Regions from separate parts of the Gossypium arboreum genome. Here region 2 is linked to region 1. The links are chromatin contacts, called in public Hi-C maps. All regions are on one chromosome and are shown on one strand. Each heading gives the region's core, a stretch centred on a gene start, on an enhancer-like site or on the middle of the called end of the contact. The rest is flanking DNA. Distances are from core to core; before and after follow the strand shown. Region 1 holds the start of LOC108483663 (structural maintenance of chromosomes protein 2-1). Region 2 holds the start of LOC108483589.

Region 1 (3,898 bases), core at 1,159-3,658:
AGCCTTTACCTGAAAATTTTGAACCTCCTGCTGTTGAACCTTGGACAACTGGAATTTTTGGCTGTGCTGAAGATACAGAAAGTTGTAAGTTCATATGTCTTTACTTTGTCAAACAATGACTTTGCCCTTGTTATTTGTTGAGAAAGTCTAATTAATTGTGTAAGAATGTTTACATACTTGAATCAATAAACAAATTTTTATGTATGTTAACAGACTCATTTTCCGATTGCTTGATGATTGTAAGCATGTTTTATACGAGTGTAACAGAGGGAGAAAACTTTTATAAGGAAGCTGCTGTAATAAAATAGTTTATCCTAGGACACTTCTATGCTATTATCCTTCATTAAAGCTATTGTGATTTACATTAGCATATTGATTTGTGCTGCAGGCTGGACGGGACTATTTTGTCCATGTGTTCTATTTGGGCGTAATATTGAGAGCTTGAGAGATGATACGCCCTGGACTACACCATGCATTTGTCATGCTATTTGTGTTGAAGGTGGCATTGCATTGGCAGTTGCAACAGCTTTTGTCCATGGTATTGAGCCGAAGACAACATTTCTCATTTACGAGGGTTTGTTGTTTGCTTGGTGGATGTGTGGAATATATACTGGCCTTTCTCGGCAATCCTTACAGAAAAAGTATCATCTCAAGGTAGTATCTAATCTTTCGTTGCCCATATGCACTTATTATTAATGCAAAACAAGCACAACCTTCTAAATATAGACTATCCAGTTTAAGTAGTTCCAAAGTGGCACAGTATTTTATCAAATAAGCACGTGTACTATCATAAAATAGAGTATTACTTGGTCCAACTAAACTAAACATGGTTTTTATGATCAGCGAATTAGCTTATATCCATAGAAGTAAATTTGAAGAAGAAAAAAGATTTGACTTAGAGTTCTATCTAACAATTTGAACGTCTTGAAACCTTTTGTTTCTGAATATTATCAATTGTAATTTAGTATTGATTAGTAATTACTCTTTGTCTCTTACCAAGATTACTAATTCACTAGCCTGTTGTGTCTTTTGGCACGGACTGTGGAGAATGATGTTGGTTCATATTCAAATTAATTTGATATCCATGCCTGAGTTTTAGTTGCTGACATTTGAATTTTCAATATGTCTATTAATTTGTACCGGTATCCAGTAGTAAGTTTGCCCAAAAACAGATGGGAGTAAGAGCTTCTACTTTTAACATTTTCTGACTTGTATTTGTTAATTGCAGAATTCACCCTGTGATCCTTGCATGGTGCATTGCTGCATGCACTGGTGTGCTTTATGCCAGGAGCATAGAGAGATGAAGGGACGGCTATCAGATGACTTTGTCATGCCAATGACTGTTGTCAACCCTCCTCCTGTTCAAGAGATGACCGCCAATAATGAAAACCAGGATTCCACACCACCACCCTCTGGGACTAGCACAAACTTGGAGATGCAAGCTCTCTAAGTTCCGGCATTCTTAGTAAAAAATGGCGCATATTGTTGAATGATTTTTGTGTTGGAGGGATTTTATTTAAATATTCATGCCTTGTTTCTCTGTAGAATTGGTTAGTCTTCAGAAGAACTTTTCCATACTCTTCTCATGGTACATCTATTGACACTGAGAGATAATTCCCTAATCAGCGAGGCATTTGATTTGCTATATATATACAGAGATGCCGTTACTTCATTTTTAGTTGTTTCATTGTACATAATCCTTCATGATTTTTTGTCAATTGCTATCACCCCATTGAAGTGGTACCTGGAGATTTGCAGTCTAAGCCATGTCCATGCAAAACCAGCATCAACATTTCAACCAACCATAACATGTAGCAGTAAGATTTTAGAGATTTTATATCAAGTGCTAAAGTTTATGATTTTTTAAGTTGTATTTACTGATGATGAAAGATGTATAAACCAAGCATAGCAATTCGTGTATATTGAATTTCGCTTTCCATGTTGTATTAATTTGTGCATATATAAATAGAACAGAAAGTATTATGTCGGGTAAGTGTCAAAATTTTAGCCTCAGTAGGATACATATATATTAGGCATTGTTTTAGTAATGTTGATTGTCAAAATCTGTCATGTCTTGTGTGTTTGCGTCTTCTTGAAACGGATCTGGATTGTTGGAAGACTGAGTGTTGGGTTATGAACTTTCGTTGGACCTGCAAGGAAAGGATGGACTAAGGTAGAGTTGGCACTTCAATTCGGACGGGATGGATGGTATTGAATCAATTTAGGTTTTTTATATATATTAAATAATAAAAATTAAAATGAATATCATAAAAAATTCAAATTATGAATTTGGGTTTTAAATATTAACGGGTATTGGGTTTTAAATTTTAATGGGTCTAGACTTTTAAGAGTTTTAATAGATATTTGAGTTTGGATACGTAAGGTTATGAACTTTTGGTTTTGTGTGTTAGGGTTAAACTGAAAACGGAATGAATTAAGTCAAACACGAAAGTTGATTAAACCAAGAAACAGAATAAACCAAAAGAAATCGATTTTTTGAGTTGGATTGTAAATGAATTTGGGAAGTAAAACCTAAAAAGTAGGGTGGGTGTTGAGGCCCTGTAGTTGGGGCGTGAAAGAAGTGATAAGAGGGCCTAGGGCATCCTCCTCCGCGATATATTTATATTTTTAAAACAATTCTGACATCTGTATTTCCCGCTCTTTCTTCAGTTTCTCAAAATTTCAGAATTTAAAATGACCTCAAAGCCTTCCCATTTCTTACTTTTCTGCTAAACCTTCATTTGTAACTCACTCGCTTTTTTCATCTGAAGACCTCCAAAGGGCAACCCAGGTAAAGCTAATTGCAATATCTCTACTTATTTTCTTCACAATCCCATGCGATTTCTCTCCATTTCTCTTGTCCTTTCAAATTATAGGATTTTCCTTCTCCGAGTCCCGCAATTGAGGCGCAATGTACATCAAGGAAATATGTTTGGAAGGGTTCAAATCCTACGCCACGAGGACCGTCGTCCCTGGTTTCGATCCCTTCTTCAATGCCATTACGGGTTTAAACGGGTCGGGGAAATCCAACATTTTGGACTCGATTTGCTTTGTCCTAGGTATCACCAATTTGCAGCAAGTTCGAGCTGCCAATCTTCAAGAGCTCGTTTACAAGCAAGGCCAAGCTGGAATTACTAAGGCAACTGTCTCCATTATTTTCGACAACTCCGATAGATCTCGGAGTCCACTTGGTTATGCGGATCACTCTGAGATTACAGTAACTCGACAAGTAGGTCACGAATAAACCCCCCCCCCCCCCCCCTTATTTCAGTTATAATTTTATTTCAATTTGAATTATTCTTGCAAGATTTCCCGTTTCTTTAGTTTTAATTTATATGATTTCATGGAACTCTTATCTTTTTTTTTTAATTGAAAATATATTTGAAACCTCTGCAGATTGTAGTTGGTGGGAGGAACAAATATTTGATCAATGGAAAACTTGCGCAGCCAAGCCAAGTACAGAACCTTTTCCATTCGGTTCAACTTAATGTTAATAATCCGCATTTTCTGATAATGCAAGGTCGCATCACCAAGGTTTTAAATATGAAACCTCCTGAGATTTTATCAATGCTTGAAGAGGCTGCTGGAACAAGAATGTATGAAACAAAGAAAGAGTTCGCATTGAAAACACTCGAGAAGAAACAGAGTAAGGTAGATGAGATAAATAAGCTTCTTGATCAAGAAATACTGCCTGCTTTGGAGAAGTTAAGAAAAGAACGGATGCAGTATATGCAATGGGCTAATGGGAATGCGGAGCTGGATCGACTTAAAAGGTTTTGTGTTGCTTATGAGTATGTTCAAGCAGAGACGATTAGAGATAGTGCGGTTGGTGAAGTGGAAAGGGTAAAGGCAAAGATAACTGAAATTGATAATGATGCAGAAAGAACAAAGGTGGAAA
Region 2 (3,675 bases), core at 678-3,177, 160 kb before region 1:
TGTGTAAGCCAATTTCTAGAACACACACGAATTATGGAAGATGAGAAGAAAAACTATAATTAAATTATTAAAATTCTACTTTAAAATTATATTACATAAATTACCATTATATCTGTTAAACTACTCATCATTTATTATGTAAATTCAATTAAATAAATAAATAAAAGTTAAAGTTTCTAAAAAATTAATTATCATATATGATATTTATATTCATGTCTCTTTCAAAAAACTTTTATATAATAAATTATATTTATGTAATTTGACATTTTAATTAATTTTTAAATATATTTTATTTTAAATAACTTACATTTTAGTTTCTTACCAAATCTTGCACAATTCAAAAATTAATTTAAATGAATTTTTATTACCTTAAATAAATATCAATCTAAAGTATATGTAAGGTAATAAAAAGTTAATTGTTTTATTTTTATTATAAATATTCAAATCTTAAAATGGAACCATTTTAATAATCTATATGAAGTTTAACAGATTCTTTTAAATAATGTTAAAGAAAGATTAACATTTTAAAATTTAGACAATAAGTAAAATTAGTTGAATACAGTTAAAAATTCCACAAGCAAAATATATTTGTAATATCTCATTCATTTTGTTTTAATCATGGTGTGTTTTGAAAAAAAATGGTGTGTTTAATACATTTTATTATATGCATGCATTTATAAAAAAATTATAAAAATAAAATTAATAAATAAATTAAGTGCGGTTTTAGTTAAGATAATAAAATTTGTTGCTTTCAAAAACCATTGAGTAAAAAATATATTGAAGTTTAAAATATGTAAATGTTCGTCTCAAGAATATCAGTTGAAACTCGATAATACAATACATCAATTCAATCAAAATTTTATGGGTAAATTGTACAAATGATTCGTCAACTATATCCATGTTCCTATTTTGGTCATCAAACTTTAAGATTTTTAATTTAAGTATTAACATTTGTATTTGTTTCGTTTTGGTCACTCGTTGTTAAATTGATAATAGAAATAATGACATGACTTTTTTAATTGATATAATAGCACATTTAGTCCTCAATACTTATATATTCTATCAATTTGATTCTATTTGTAAATAATTTAATAAATTTAACCCTTCACATTTATAAATTCTATCAATTTGATCATAAAATACTAATTTATAAATTTAACACTAATTTTAAAAACTAAAATACTCGCGTACCTATCATTTTTACAAAATTTGAGATGCTAGCAAAAGTCCTCCTTTTAAAGATGTAAACCCCGAAGTGGGCTTTATAAAATAAAAGAACAATATTGATTGAAACCCTGAAAATATTATACCTTCAGTCAATTGAAAAATAAAAACCAAAGCAGAAAGGCGACTGGTTATATCGTTTTAAACATTTGGTAAGTAAATACAATTAACTACATTTCTTAATTTCGACCTAATAGTGCAACTGTCCAATAAAACATATATGCATGTAGGAGATAATTTTTTTTTTATAAATGTGGAATGTCTTTATTTTAAAATTTGAAAGATTTAGTTAGGAAGTTTGAATATTAAATTGATAGAATTTGTAAATGTGAAGAGTTAAATTTATTAAATTATTTAGAATTAGGATCAAATTGATAAAATTTATAAATGTGAAGATTAAATTTATTGAATTACTTAGAATTAGGATCAAATTAATAAAATATGTAAGTATTGAGGGTTAAATATGTTATTATACCCATTAGAAAAAGGCCAGCGGGTGATTAGAATAAAAACAAATACAAATGTTAGTGCCTAAATAAAATATTTTTAAAGTTCAGTGATCAAAACAGAAATGTGGACATAGTTGGGTGACCATTTGTAAATTTTTCCCAAATCTTATTTCTAACAAACATTAACAGACGCGTATATTTATATTATAAAGGAATTACTTCACTATTTACTTATATTTTAATAATTATTATTACGAAAATAAATAAAGAGAAGTTGAATGCTGAAGTGGCAACCATGTGGACGGCTTTAGCCGACAGTATCGAGTTTTAAGTCGAGGGAAACGGTATCGAAGGTCTGAAGTAAATATCATTGAAATCCAAAACGAAAAGGAAAAGAAAATGGGAGAAAATGAGAGGACGATGAACAACATCAAGGGCAAGGGAGTTGCAGAGCGTTCAAGAGCTAACCACAATTACAGTGGTGAAGACGAAGACGACGACAAGATTACCAGTTTCTCTTTTCCTTCAGTCAAATCCAGTCCTCGCAACGCTTCTTCCAAATACGACTTCGTCAAGGTTCTATCTCTCCAAATCTCATTTATTCTAATTAAGTTTAAACTGTATCTTCCGATTTTCATATGTTTTCTCTTTTATTTCTTTTTGGATTTTTAGGTGAGGGTCTGGTTGGGTGATAACGCCGATCACTATTATGTTTTATCCAGATTTTTGCTCAGCAGAATGTTAACTGTCACAAAGGTCTCAATTCCATTCATTTTTTTAAATAATGATTTTAAAGGATTTTATTGAAATAAGCTTGCTTGAATTTCTTTATTTTCTTCGCTTTTTACTATTTATGTGGTTTTTTACTAGATTATGTTTGGTTTATTTATTTTATATGTGTCGTTATGACATGAGGGTTTCAGATTCCGAATCATGTAGCTATTAAAATCGCTCTTGAGCTCAAGAAGCTGCTTATAGACAACAGCCTTTTGGATGTGTATGATTTCTTTCTGTCTCTTTTGATTTATTTATCAGTTTTATTTATATATATTAATGTTCTATTCGTCATATACTTGTGCAGCTCACAGTCTGATTTGGAAGTTAATCTTTTTAAGGTGTGTTCTTAACATTTTCGAGTTTGTTTTATGGATGAAAAAGTAGAGCGGAGAGCACTTCCAGATTTATTGGAGGTTGTAGCTTTGTGGAGCGTTCTAACATACACTTTGTGCAGCTAATGGAGCGGCGTGGTTATGGGGAAGAGTATATAAATCGGTACAAGATGATGACCAGGTTAGTTAGCTTTCAAGATGATGCCAAACAATTACATGGTGCCTGATTATGGAATTAAAATTTCATTTTCAACTTCTTTATTGCATGTTTAGTAGCATCAAAGCTAATTATGCTAAAAGAACTGTCCTAACTGTCTGATAATGGTGTTTTCTTCCTTATAAGAGTTTCCCCTTTTGGGTAATTATCTTCAATTTGTTATGCTAGATAATTAGTCGTATTGTGGGTCTAGGTCCAATGCATGTTTTCACCCTATACTTGATGATTATAAAGACACAAGTAATATTGGAATAAGTTTAAGTTGGACTATGCATGGAACAAATTTCCATTGACTTATTACTTTCTCTTGACATAAAATATCAGAACAAGAATATCTAAGGAACTTCTAAGCGTTCTTTGTTTCTTTCTTTCAGATTTCACCATCAAAGGGTTCCTTTGGTGATTCTTGTTTGTGGAACTGCCTGTGTTGGGAAGTCTACAATAGCCACACAACTTGCACAGAGGCTGAACTTGCCTAATGTCTTACAGGTTTAGCATTCTGTTTCTTCTTCTGAACTTTTAATATTTTCTTCATAAGGTTAAACCTGTTTGTTATGTTTTTTATTTTATTTTATTTTATGTATTTACATTTCTTTTTTGACTTGTTACAGACAGATATGGTTTATGAATTGCTGCGCACAGCAACGGAGTACGTCTAGAATCTATTTATTTTCTT

What was found. Hi-C and Micro-C count contacts between places; a contact is called where the count stands out from the background.
Region 2: a Hi-C map of leaf shows a contact between it and region 1, with 2.7 times the contacts expected there. The contact joins the promoter of LOC108483589 here to the promoter of LOC108483663 in region 1. A contact is called at or near these places in 2 of 5 Hi-C or Micro-C datasets (both in leaf).

Annotation. Positions count from the first base shown.
Region 1 is chr1:14,517,896-14,521,793 of ASM2569848v2, reverse strand. LOC108483663 (structural maintenance of chromosomes protein 2-1) reads left to right here and starts at 2,408. Exons shown (of 21, transcript XM_017787179.2): 1 at 2,408-2,791; 2 at 2,877-3,229; 3 at 3,397-3,898. The coding sequence starts at 2,912. LOC108480391 (cell number regulator 6-like) reads left to right here. Exons shown (of 5, transcript XM_017783376.2): 3 at 1-84; 4 at 389-654; 5 at 1,229-1,672. The coding sequence ends at 1,450.
Region 2 is chr1:14,676,790-14,680,464 of ASM2569848v2, reverse strand. It overlaps LOC108483589, which reads left to right and starts at 1,927. Exons shown (of 16, transcript XM_017787073.2): 1 at 1,927-2,249; 2 at 2,346-2,429; 3 at 2,597-2,670; 4 at 2,755-2,788; 5 at 2,905-2,963; 6 at 3,374-3,488; 7 at 3,611-3,648. The coding sequence starts at 2,073.